2 separate regions of the Mus musculus genome follow, and region 2 is linked to region 1. A link is a contact called in public promoter capture Hi-C data. All regions are on one chromosome and are shown on one strand. The core of a region is the stretch at or near the end of the contact, and the rest is flanking DNA. Distances in the headings are between cores, read along the strand shown. Region 1 holds the start of Tbrg3 (transforming growth factor beta regulated gene 3). Region 2 holds the start of Arfgap3 (ADP-ribosylation factor GTPase activating protein 3).

Region 1 (5,659 bases), core at 1,051-3,550:
TCGGGACAGCTTTGGTAGTGAATGACCCTTTCACAGGAGAGGCTGTCAGAAAACAGAGATTACTATTCATAACAGTAGCAAAATTACAGTTATGAAGTAGCATTGACATAGTTTATGGTTAGGGTCACCACAATATGAACTATATTAATGGGTCAAAGCATTAGGAAGGTTGAGAACCACTGATCTATGAGACGGTGGTTGTACATGAGATTTTTCTTGAGGAAAAAGAAATTTAGCCCTTTGCTCTGTGAAGATATCTGAGGAACAAGGGAAGGCTGGCTAGGGCCTGAGGCATGGCCCTGGAAATCTCTTACTTCAGTTCTGGGCCTACCATCCAGGAGTGCAGAACCTCAGCACCACTGCAGACTACTGGTGTGGAAGTCTATTTTACACGTGAGGTAGGTTGGCTTCTTTGCTTTTAGAACGGAGGAAACTGAGTGTCAGAGACTGTTGTTCATCCAGGAACACCCAGTAGGCACCATGGGCAGAGAGTGCATCCGCACACACCAGGCCATGTTACCCACCTGGGCCCGGCGGACGTTAAGAAAGCGGGAGCCACCCTGGTGGCAGCTCAAGTAACTATACAAATTGCCACGGGCTTCAAGGGCTGCCAAAGGCGCGACTTCGGATTTGGAGGCTCTGGGAGAACTCCAGAAATCCCAGTAGAAGGTTCTGTGCCACTAACTCCCCAGAAAGTTGCTCTGGGGCACCCCACAAGGTAGCCTTAAGCGGAGGGCTGGAGGTAGCACTGGGCGCGTGGTCCCGGACCGCAGAGTAGGGGGTCTCCTTGCTGCGCCTCTCGACGCTGCCACACGCGGGTGGGCAGCGCGCCACCCCGCCCCCGGCCCCGCCCCCTGCGCCCGCCCCGCCCCGCCGCGCGCCCTCCCGCCCGCCCGCGCGCCGGGGCCCGGAGCCGCCTCATTGGCTGCGCGCCGTCACCTGACGCTCTGTTATTTCCTGTGTGTTGGGAGAATGGAGAGAAAAAACCCGGAGCCGAGCCGCCTTCGGCCCCTGCGAGGCGGCCACGGCCTCAGCCGGGGGAGCCCTCCCTGAGGCGCGCCGGAGCGGGGAGTGAGCCAGCGAGCGCGCGGGCCGGAGCGAGCCTCTAGGGGCCGCGGCCCCGGCCCGCCCCGCCGTCGGCCTGGGCGTCCGCGCTGGAGGCGGTGGAGGCACCCCCACCCCCACCCCGCGCCGCGCCGCCGCCCCCTCCCCTCCCAGCGCCGGCGGAGGCCGAGGGACGGGCCGGGGGGCTCCTGCAGGTAACCGCCGCCCGGCCTGAGGAGAAAGGGCAGCCCGAGGGGCCGGGACCGGGCCGCGCCGCTCAGGCTGGCTGCTGGGAGCACAGGTCGTGGCCCGGCCCGCCCTGCAAGTGCTGAGCCTCGGGAGTCGCGGAGCGGGCTGAGGGGACCGGCGTGGGCTGCCGAGGGGTCAACGGCCAGGACCGGCGTCAGGGCAGAGCGGCCGGAGGCTCTGGGGCTGCGGGCGGAGATACCTGGTCGTTGCGGCCTGAGGTGCTGAGGGGTCCACGTTCTTGGCAGCCCCGCGGGGACCGGCGTTGCTGGCCTCTTGGCCGGGGGCTGGGGGCGAGGCACCCGTGAAGGGCCGGGCTTGGAGCGGGCCGGGGAGGGGCCGGCTGGGGCTGGCGGAGCAGCCGCGCGAACACCTGAGGCCATGTGGATGCGGCTGCCTGTCGCCTGCCGGCGGCCCAGAGCAGGTACCCGGCGGCGGGGCGCGAGCTAGGGGCGCAGGATGCACTTCCTGTGTGGGGCGCTCTCCCCTCCCCCGCCGCGGTGAGCAGGGCAGGGCGCAGGGTCCCGCGGAGTCCACGAAGGAGCTCTTTCTCGCGGGTAGGGGATGGGAAGGCGAGGCTCTGAGTCTCTCTTCCTCATTCTCACGGAAAAGTGGTGGCTTATAGAAGAGTTTGCTATCCGGCCTGCGGCGGGAGGTGGGATGTCTTGAGTGCGCCGGGATGGGAGTGGAATTTAGTGTGTGTGTGTGTGTGTGTGTTGGGGGGGGGCAGTGGAGCTGCGGATTCCTCCACGGTTTGTGGGTGCGGACACCAGTTTTGCTTGCCTGCCTGTATTCAACTCCTTTGGGGACGAATCAGAATTAGGGGTTTCTACCCGAGCTCTGCGTTCTCCCTCCAGAGATTAGATGACTCTGGTAAATGCTATAAAAATGGATGGAATTTTTGAGCTATTATCTAACAGGCTGATCTTTGAATGATAATTGGACCCTTATGTTAACAGCCTTAGTGAAGAGTTTTATAAAAGATTTTACATGGGGTGGCATTGGCAGCTGGGGAAACGGCACTAAATTCTGATCTAGGAGGCCTGGAATGCACTTCCAGCTTGGCCACCAAATAAACTGTAGCCCTGGGCAAGTTACCTACCCTCTCATGCCTCAATTACACTTCTGTTAAAGACTCCCTTGCAGGCCAGACATTTCGAAGGTTTATTTGAGTTTGGTTTGGTGGTTCTTCCACTCCGGTTTTGTGCTCGCTCTCATTTTGATCATAGGAACTTTACTGAGAGATGTAAGATGCGCCTCACTGGCTTGAGAAGTAACTTGGTCAGGGTAGTTTGTGCTCAATTCCCAGTGCTTTTCTGTGCTTCTGAAGAGAAAACGCACACTATTAATAGCAGTCTAGCTTATGTTGAATGCACATTATTATGCTTTTTTTTTTTCCTTTGTGATAAGAGTTTTCCGAAAAAGCACTGGCTAATTGGGAAATATGGATGCGATGATTGGGTCTGTTTTTGTTGGAAGCCCTTTCCACGTGGGGAAGGGATGCTATTTCAAGATCTTTTAGGTGACTCTTACTTGGCTAACTTCAAATTCCAATTTCAGTCTTGGAGTAGGGATAAAGTAGAATTAGCTATGCGATGTAGTAGGCTTGCAGAATTAATATCCACCTCAGGATGCAGTAAATGGTTTGCATCCCCGGTTTATTCCTAGTGGTAGCAGGGTACTTCCCTGGCAGATGCTGAAGAACCCGTTAGTTTTACTGATTTTCTGGTGTGTGAGGGCCCTGGGCCATATGCTTTTGAATGGTAAGTACTCTTAGACCAACTTGGATTTTGCTCTTGTTTGTGGAAGACTTTGTTTTGTTTTGTTTTTGTTTGTTTTTTTGTTTTTGCTCAATTCCCCATAAAATATAGCTCACTATGGTTTTTTTAGATCATTTTTTAAAAAATTTTGGTCTGTATAGCCTTAATGGTCTTTAAACGTGGATGGCAAAATGGGCTCATAATGTTTATCTTGTGTATGTGTTAAAAGAAGGTTTTCTTTTATATTAGTTAAAATCATGCCTGTCACATAAGGAGACACTTAAGATTATACATATGAGTTATTTGGAATTTTTTATTAGGACTTGAATTATGACCTCATGTTTACTGTATGATTTGAAAAAGTGCCAGTTACTTGAATTAGAAGCACCTCTCACACTCAAGTATGTATTATGCTTGTTTTATGGCTTATGAAAAAATTACTATAAAGCTTTACTGTGGTAGTTTGTGAGTGTGTATGTATGTACGTATGTATATGAGAGATCTTACATAGGTAAGATAGTAGGAGAATTGCCTTTATTAAGTTTTAACTTAGAGAGGAAAGGAAGCTAACATTTACGTTAAAAACAAAAACAATGTATGGACTTAGGCCAAAGAATTCTAAACTGTCCTAAAATGTCTACCCAGTGGACCTAAGAGTTCATTATTCCTTCTCCACAGAATACATAAGCTAGTGAGAGGTGGAGCTTGAATATAACTCTTCTCTCCTAGGTCCCAAAACTTGTTACCAGGTTCCTTTTAACTCAGGGCCTGCTCAAGGGGCAGATTAGTTAGTATGGGTGGCCCTAAAATACTTAGCTTTCTACTGTCATTCTGCTCTACTGGCTCTTTAAAACAAACAAACAAACAAACAAACAAACAACAGCACAACAAGCAATAACAACCAAACTGGTGAATATGAAATTTGGAGCTGGGTGAAATACTGGAAGGTGGTTTCTGTGACCCTTGGGAATTTTCTTAACTTTCAGTTTGTCCTTGCTTGGCCAGTTTTGCTGGTATGCCTAAGATTTAATTTGTAAGACGTTTCTCTTTCTTATCTACTTCTGCCATTTTGTCTTGAGCTGAAAACATAACCTGAAAGAGCAAGAGAAGTCATAAAAGGTTGTCTTTCTTGTTGCCTGTGTGACTGGTTTGCAAGTGTTCAGGAACCATGTCATGATTGCTTTCACTTTGGCCAAGTGAGACTTTTTTGACATAAATTTATGAAAAACAGAACTTGTCCCAGGATGCCTTAAGCATTACTCCCTCTTGGGGGAGTATTTTTAGTTTTAGGCCCTTGAAAGTCTTGTGGAGGTGATACTGGGGATTGAGAGCAGTCTCAATTGTGCTAGACAGGCAGGTATTCTGCTAGTGAACTATATATACACCCAAGCTTCCCAAGGAGCTTGTCATGACCATGGTACCCACAGTACAGAGGAAAAGAGTCTCATGGTGACAAAATTCAGAGTTTCCTATATTAGGGCCGTGCTTGCTTTGAGGTAATGCACAGGACTAGCAGGAAGATATGCTATGTAACAGGAGTTGTTGGTATAGCTGTGGCTTTATTTGGTGGTTCTTTATGGATTTAAGAACATAGAGCTGGCTGTGGTGGTATATGCTTTTAGTCCCAGTACTCTCAAAGGCAGGCAGGTCTCTATGACTTTGAGGCTAGCCTGGTCTACATAGTGTTCCAGTCTCAAAAACAAACAAACAAACAAACAAAAAAAACAAAAGAAACTCTCTCTGTAGGATTGGGACACTTGACTATTAACACAATATGGAGATGGTTTCTTTGTTTGTACATTGTATCCCTAAATGTTGATTAAAATCCTCTTGTATATGTCAGGCCATTTGCATTAATAGATGTTCATGGGCTACATTAAAAGGTAGAAGAAGTGGAAAGCAGACTATAAACAGTAAGTAAATAAGAATGTCATATAGTAATAGCAACAAAGAGAATAAAAAAATATAGGTGGATGTGTTGGTTCCTGCTTATAATCTGGGAACTCATGAGACAGAAGCAGGATTGTGAGTTTAAAGCCAGCTTGAGCTACATGAGCAAGTCTATCTGGAAAAGAAAGAAAAGAAGCTTAATATGATAATGACATAGAATGCTGCTTTAGATTGGTTTCAAAGATGGTCCCTGTTTTGTAGACATTTCTCTCAGCTGCGTGGACAGATTTAATCTTTAGGACAAGTAAAAAATGTTAAGTAATTTACTTTGGCCTTGAACATCTGGGAAAAAATACCGAGGGCCACTGCTAGGAAATGTTGTTCCCTTCTCATAGTCTGCTACCACCATTAAACATATGCTTTCTGTAACAAATGTGTTTTATCCCATACTTACAAAACAACACACAGAACCTGTTTCCCATTTATGTGGCCAGCCACAGTAGTAATCAAGGACATACCTGGAGAAGTAGTACCCTTGTTCATCTCAAGAGATCCTACTCCCCCACGCCCCCCCAACTTGGCTGGCTCATTCGCACTATATATATAGCTGAGGATACTCTGGTTTCTCTTCAGATTGTATTAATCTTTCGCCTTTTACTATATAGCTGAGGATGACCCTGAACCTCTGATCCTCCTACTTCCTCCTCCTAAGTTCTAGG
Region 2 (5,708 bases), core at 954-3,453, 450 kb before region 1:
ACTGAAGTGGGCTGTGCTGCTGTGGGTATAGGCACAATGGCTTCCATTGGAGTTTTTTAAGCATTTTATAAATATGTATGAGGTTTGTGGCATATGCATCAGATATGATCCTTTTTCCTTTTCAAGTCAAAGTGAATGTGAAAGTGCCTTTTAAGGCATTTTCCCCATGAAACTTGCAAAGCCGACAGATAAGGGTTGGAGGGTATCAGAGCTACAACCTAAACATTCAGTGAGGCTGGCCGAGTCACAGATGGAGACCCTTCAACAGCACCGTGTGTACAGCTGGCAAAGTGGCCTGGTGCTTTAGTTTCTGATCCTGATACTTCCTTGGATCCATCACATTTCAATCCCAGCCTAAACAGCAGACAGGGTGGGGGTCAGGGTTTCCTTAAAAAAAATTATCTAGGGTCTTATGTACTTCAGGCCTGCCTTAAATTCACTATGTAACCAAAGATGACCTTGAATTCCTGAGCCTCCTGCTTCTACTTCCCAAATCCAGAGATTAGAAAGGTTACATCACTATACCAGTATAGCTGTTTTCCTAACTCCTATGAACTATCCATATATATATATATATTTTTTTTTGAACGAAGATAGGAAGATCATTCAAATGGTGAGGGTTGTCTGCAGCAGCAACATGCTGTTCCTAAAGACTGCACATTTCCTAACCTTGGAAAAGGCCCAGCTCTGGGTTGATGAATACACAGCCTGAGGCATCTACCAGGCCTGAGATGGCAAACATGGCACTGGCGGGCCTTGCCTTTCCTCTTTTTTTCTCCTTGCTAAGAACCGTTAGATTACATTCCTAAAGCTAGCCACCAAGGTTTGTTACGCTATTTGTCCACTTCCTGAGGCTAACATACTAAGGTCCAGCTATCAAAATCCACCCCCTACCTTGGTTCACCTAATTAGCATGCCCCATAAAATAAACTTATCCTAAAGGGGTTTCTTCTTTTACCTTTATGAACTGCCATTTGCCAATACGCCAAGGCTGTCTCTTCTCTATCCAGAAGCAGTCCTTTGTCCCTCTGGAGCAAATAACCCGTCCCCCTCTCCCTCCTTTTCACTTCTTCCTCTTGCTCTATCTCCTGTCTTTGTCTCTTATTCCCTGCCCTTTTGTCACTCTGCTGAGAACTTTGTGTGTCTTGTGCCAGTTCCTGTCCTTGTACAGCCTATATGAGGTCCCAACTTGACACCAAGACCGTTTTCAGAACATCCCTGAAGCTGCAGTGCTGCTCTGGTCAACATATTTCATCTCCAACTCCTTCATACAGGTGAATGCTAGGAAGTGCCTACAGCAGCCCTGCTGGGAAGCAACCAGTTGAACTGGGACAGAAGCTGGGGCTTAGCACTTGATACCAAAACCTGTTTTTCTTCTATTATGCTCTACCTAAGGTCATGTTTGCCAGCTGCTCCACCCTGACCGCTGTAAAAGAGGCACCTGCTCCCAAGCTCAAACCTTCCAGCTACTAATATTATCCAAGGTTTAACTGGAGCCCCAAGCACTAAACACAGACTTGTTTCTGGTCTTTCTAGACTTCTCAGTTCTGACCCTGATAGAACTTGTTGCCTACAGGCAAGCACTCTCTCTCCGTGAACAGAACAGACTTTATAATTACAAGATTATCAAGCCAGTATGGCTTGGTGCAGACCTGTAATCTGAGCAGCAAGACGCTAAAACAGGAATATCTCCAGTTCAAGTCCAGCCTTGGACTACACAGTGTGCTCTAGGCCAGCCTGGGTTTCCCAGATGGGAGAGAGAAAAATGGGACAGCAGTTTCCTGTAGGTTATCACTCAGGGCTTGACTTTAGCTGAGAAAGAGTACAAACACACACTACTACTATGCAGGATCCATGAGGATGAGACCTGCTGGCTCTCCCATCCTGAGGGATAGGTGTGAGACTGGCCACGGGCCGGCAACGGTATGCTGGTGAGTCCGGTGGGTAAGCCCGATGCTCCCTGCGCAAAGCCTGGGGTTCCTATCCCACACTGCAGGACCCTAACTAACGCTGAGATCTGGGGAAGGTTTGCGGAGGGGTGGGAGTTGTCCGAGCGTCCGCGCATGCGCCTGCCGCGCCCGACTTCGAAATTGGAACCCGGAGAAACCAGTGGCGCCGAGGGACCTCACCGAGTGAAGGAGAACGGCGCGTGCGCCCGCTTGTGGGCGGAGCCTGGGCGCGGCAGGGGCGGGGCTTGTCGTCACGCGCAGCCCCGCCCCTCGGTCTCCGGGAGGCGGCAACCGCTACTCCTTGTCTCTTCCCGGTTGTCGGGGACTGCTTCACCTCAGTTCTCAGTGACTATGGGGGACCCCAGCAAGCAGGACATCCTGGCCATCTTCAAGCGCCTGCGCTCGGTGCCCACTAACAAGGTAACGGCCGCAGGCGGGCTTGGGACCCCGCGGCCCGCCGGACCCCGGTGTGGCCGCGGCCGTGGGAGGAGCCGCCCGGCCTGTGACACGTCGCACTGTGGGCCTGGCAGCCGCCGCTCCCCAACCTTCGTCAGCAAGGGGAGGAAAAGGGGGCGCCCACCAGGGGCTTAGCGCCTGGGGCACAGGGACATGGGCATCCGGAGGATGTCCAGGACTAAAAGGCAGAGAGCCTGGGGTCACAGGACTGGGGCATGGACATCTGGGATGTCTAGCATCCTAGGGCAGAGCGTCTGGGGTCACAGGGGGGGCTGGGACATGGACAGTTGGGGTGTCCGCCACCAGAGGCCAGAACACCTGGGGATAGACAGAAGACTGGGGCATGGACATCTGGAACAGGAGACCAGTGCATTTCATGGCAGAGAGAGGACTGGGGTATGGACCTCTAGGAGTGTCCAGGTTACCCAGACGCCAGACTACCTGGGGGCTTAGAGAGAAGGCTAGTTCATAGCATCTAGGGGTGTCTAGGGGTCTGGAGAACAGAGCACCTTGACCCAGAAGCACAGACATGGTAGGGTGGAGGAAACAGATGTTGGAAGTGTGTAGCTGGGCTCTGAGAAGGCTGGTGAGGCAGAGTTCACTCCTTCTGGCCTCTGTGAACAAAGGTAAAAATCCCAGCCACCTAGACCCAGGGGTCAGAACTCTAAGTGGTGCTAAGTTCTGGGAAAGAAGGGCTTCTCCCCCCACCATGGACCTTGTCTTGAGTGTTCTTCAGGGCTGGGGACCTGTTGGATTTTTGTCACCATTGTCCTTCGGTGGCAGCCTGTTTCCCAGTCCAGTAGAGCTAAGGTTCTCTTCCCTGGTTGCCAGCTCTCTGGGTTCCTGAGGAAGCTCACTAAAACTCACGTTCATCCCTCTGTAGGTTGAGGTCTGTCCCTACAATTTTTTTCTTCCCCTTATGTGACCCCCCCCACACACACACACACACAGACCCCACCCCCAACCACTGGGCCTCATAACTTTTAGCATGTGGCTGGCAGTGTTGTTTTGATACACAGGGTTAAGGTGTCTACTTCCTTAGGATGACGGAGTAGGGTGGAACCCGAGGAGTGCAAAGGGCTGTCGTGTCACTGTGGACTCTCCCCACCCCTCTCCAAGTTCCATCTGGTTGCCACCTTCACCTCTGAGGAACCATCTGTTAATGGGCACAGCCGTGATTACAGAGTCCTGCATGGCTGGCATAGAAAGTTCCAACATGTCACAAAATTCAGGCTTTTTTTTTTTTTAATGTCTTGATGGTGGAAGGGAGCCCTAGGTTTTTATAGCCTTATGATGAAGGAAATGGTTAAATGGGGGTGATAATGTCAGGTGGGTATAAGGAAGAAGAGCTGGCTTCCAGCCACTGCATTGTCCAGTGTCTGTCACTTGCTGGTTTCTTGTTTTTTGTTTATTTTTTTCAGATTTAGATTGATCTGTGTGTAGCAAGGACTTGCTTCTTACCACACAAGGTTGGATCTCCAGCTGGCAGGCTGGGAAAGTGCGTATGCTGCCACTTTCTCTGAGTTGCACGCCAGTGTGTATTCCCTTCGAATGTATCAAAAAGGCCACTGCTAAATAACAAAACAAAAAAGCAAGAAGCAACAACAAAAAAAAGGAAGACACTCCTTTTACATCAGAAGTCCCTGTCATCAATACCAGCAGACACTTTTAAGGAGCCCACGTGGGCTTGCTTGTGTATTAAAATGTTAGTTGAGTACAGTAGCACATGGTGCGACCCCAGCACTTGGGAGGTGAAAGCAAGAAGAACAAGAGTTCAAGGGCAGCCTCCGCTACAGAGCAAGTTCTAAGCCAGCCTTAGACTACATTAGACTACTTCTCCAAAAAAAAAAAAAAAAAAAGTAAAATTATTGTCCAGCTGGCCATGAGAGTACATACCTAGAGTCCCAGCCCTTGGGAAACTGAGGCGGTTGGATTTCCAATAGTTAAAGGCCAGCTTGAGGTACGTAGTGGTTTTTTGATTAGTATGTGTTACAAAGCAACACAAAATGCCTCAAAATGTAAACACCCAGACACACACGAAAGCCTGGTCAGACACTAAACCACATGAATGCAGCCCTCCCCCTTTTTTCATTTTATTCTGAAGAGCACACCTATAGAAACTTTATGTTCTATAATATGATATTTTTTAAATTATTGATTTTAAATATATGAGTCCTCTGTCTCTGTCTTCAGACACATCAGAAGAGAACATTAGACCCCATTACAGATGGTTGTGAGCCACCATGTGGTTGCTGGGATTTGAACTCAGGACCTCTGGAAGAGCAGTCAGTGCTCTTAACCACCGAGTCATCTCTCCTGTGATATGATTTCTAAAGCAAGATTCCAAAGTAGCTTCTGGTCATGTCTCATGGCACTGGCTTTCCTTTATGGTTGTGGCTTGAAGCCATTGCTGACTGGATGGATTTGACGTGAAAAGTGATGAAACTAGTTTCTGGTTTTGTGAGATGGGGTTTCTCTGTGTATCCCTAGATGTCCTGGAATCCACTCTGTAGACCAGGCTAGCCTCAAACTCACAGAGATTTGCCTGCTGCTGCCTCTGCTTCCGCAGTGATGGGATTAAAGCTGTGCCCCACCACGCCCTGCTGGTGAAAACTAGTTCTAATGACTAGAAGGACTGGGCAACAATAAGCTCCATCATTCTAGTGTAGTGCTGGGGTTTGAACCTAGGACCTGTGTACTCTAAACAGGCACTTTGCCATTGAGCAATACCTTCAGTTCGTTCTTCCTTCCTTTTTTCGTTTTTTCTTTTCTTTCTTTTCTTTTCCTTTCTCTTCTTTTCCTTTCTCTTCTCTTCTCTTCTCTTCTTTTCTTTTCTTTTCTTTTCCTTTCTTTTCTTTTTGAGACAGGTTTTGCCTATGTAGCCCAGGCCAGCTTTGAACTCACTATGTAACCCTAGGCTGGCCTTGAATTTTGCAATCCTTGCCACAGCTTTCTGAATGACAAAATTATGAGATGAGGATGGCTTCAAGCCACCCAGTCATCATGCCTAGCTTAACAGCACTCTTAAACTGCTTGAGTTGAGGCAGGAGGATTGCCAAATTCAAGGCTAGACCATATAACAATGTTCTTTCACAAATGAAAATTAAAAACAACAACAACAACAAAATAAGTACACTATGTAAAGACTCATCTGGGGTTGTAAGGACGTGCCCTCTAAGTAAACTTTTTGCTCTGATAGGGCTGGAAGCATGATACCTGCTTCACACTTAATTCCAGCACCTGAAAGGAAAGGCAAGGAGGGTTGGGATGTCAGATTTACCCACAGCTACAGAACAAGTGTGA

What was found. Promoter capture Hi-C pulls out the DNA fragments that hold promoters and counts their contacts.
Region 2: a promoter capture Hi-C map of the SN4741 cell line shows a contact between it and region 1, with 4 times the contacts expected there. The contact joins the promoter of Arfgap3 here to the promoter of Tbrg3 in region 1. A contact is called at or near these places in 11 of 39 promoter capture datasets (the 3T3-L1 cell line, 3T3-L1-derived adipocytes, the SN4741 cell line and 6 more), 1 of 484 Hi-C or Micro-C datasets (embryonic stem cells) and 1 of 115 datasets of contacts at active chromatin or transcription factors (pancreatic cancer cells).

What each region holds. Positions count from the first base shown.
Region 1 is chr15:82,895,102-82,900,760 of GRCm38.p6, reverse strand. It overlaps Tbrg3 (transforming growth factor beta regulated gene 3), which reads left to right and starts at 2,300. Exons shown (of 1, transcript NR_027799.1): 1 at 2,300-5,659. All of the region lies in intron 1 of Tcf20 (transcription factor 20), which reads left to right. Gm20324 (predicted gene, 20324) reads right to left here and starts at 1,681. Exons shown (of 4, transcript NR_045068.1): 1 at 1,493-1,681; 2 at 1-42.
Region 2 is chr15:83,346,742-83,352,449 of GRCm38.p6, reverse strand. It overlaps Arfgap3 (ADP-ribosylation factor GTPase activating protein 3), which reads left to right and starts at 2,203. Exons shown (of 16, transcript NM_001357756.1): 1 at 2,203-2,369. The coding sequence starts at 2,301.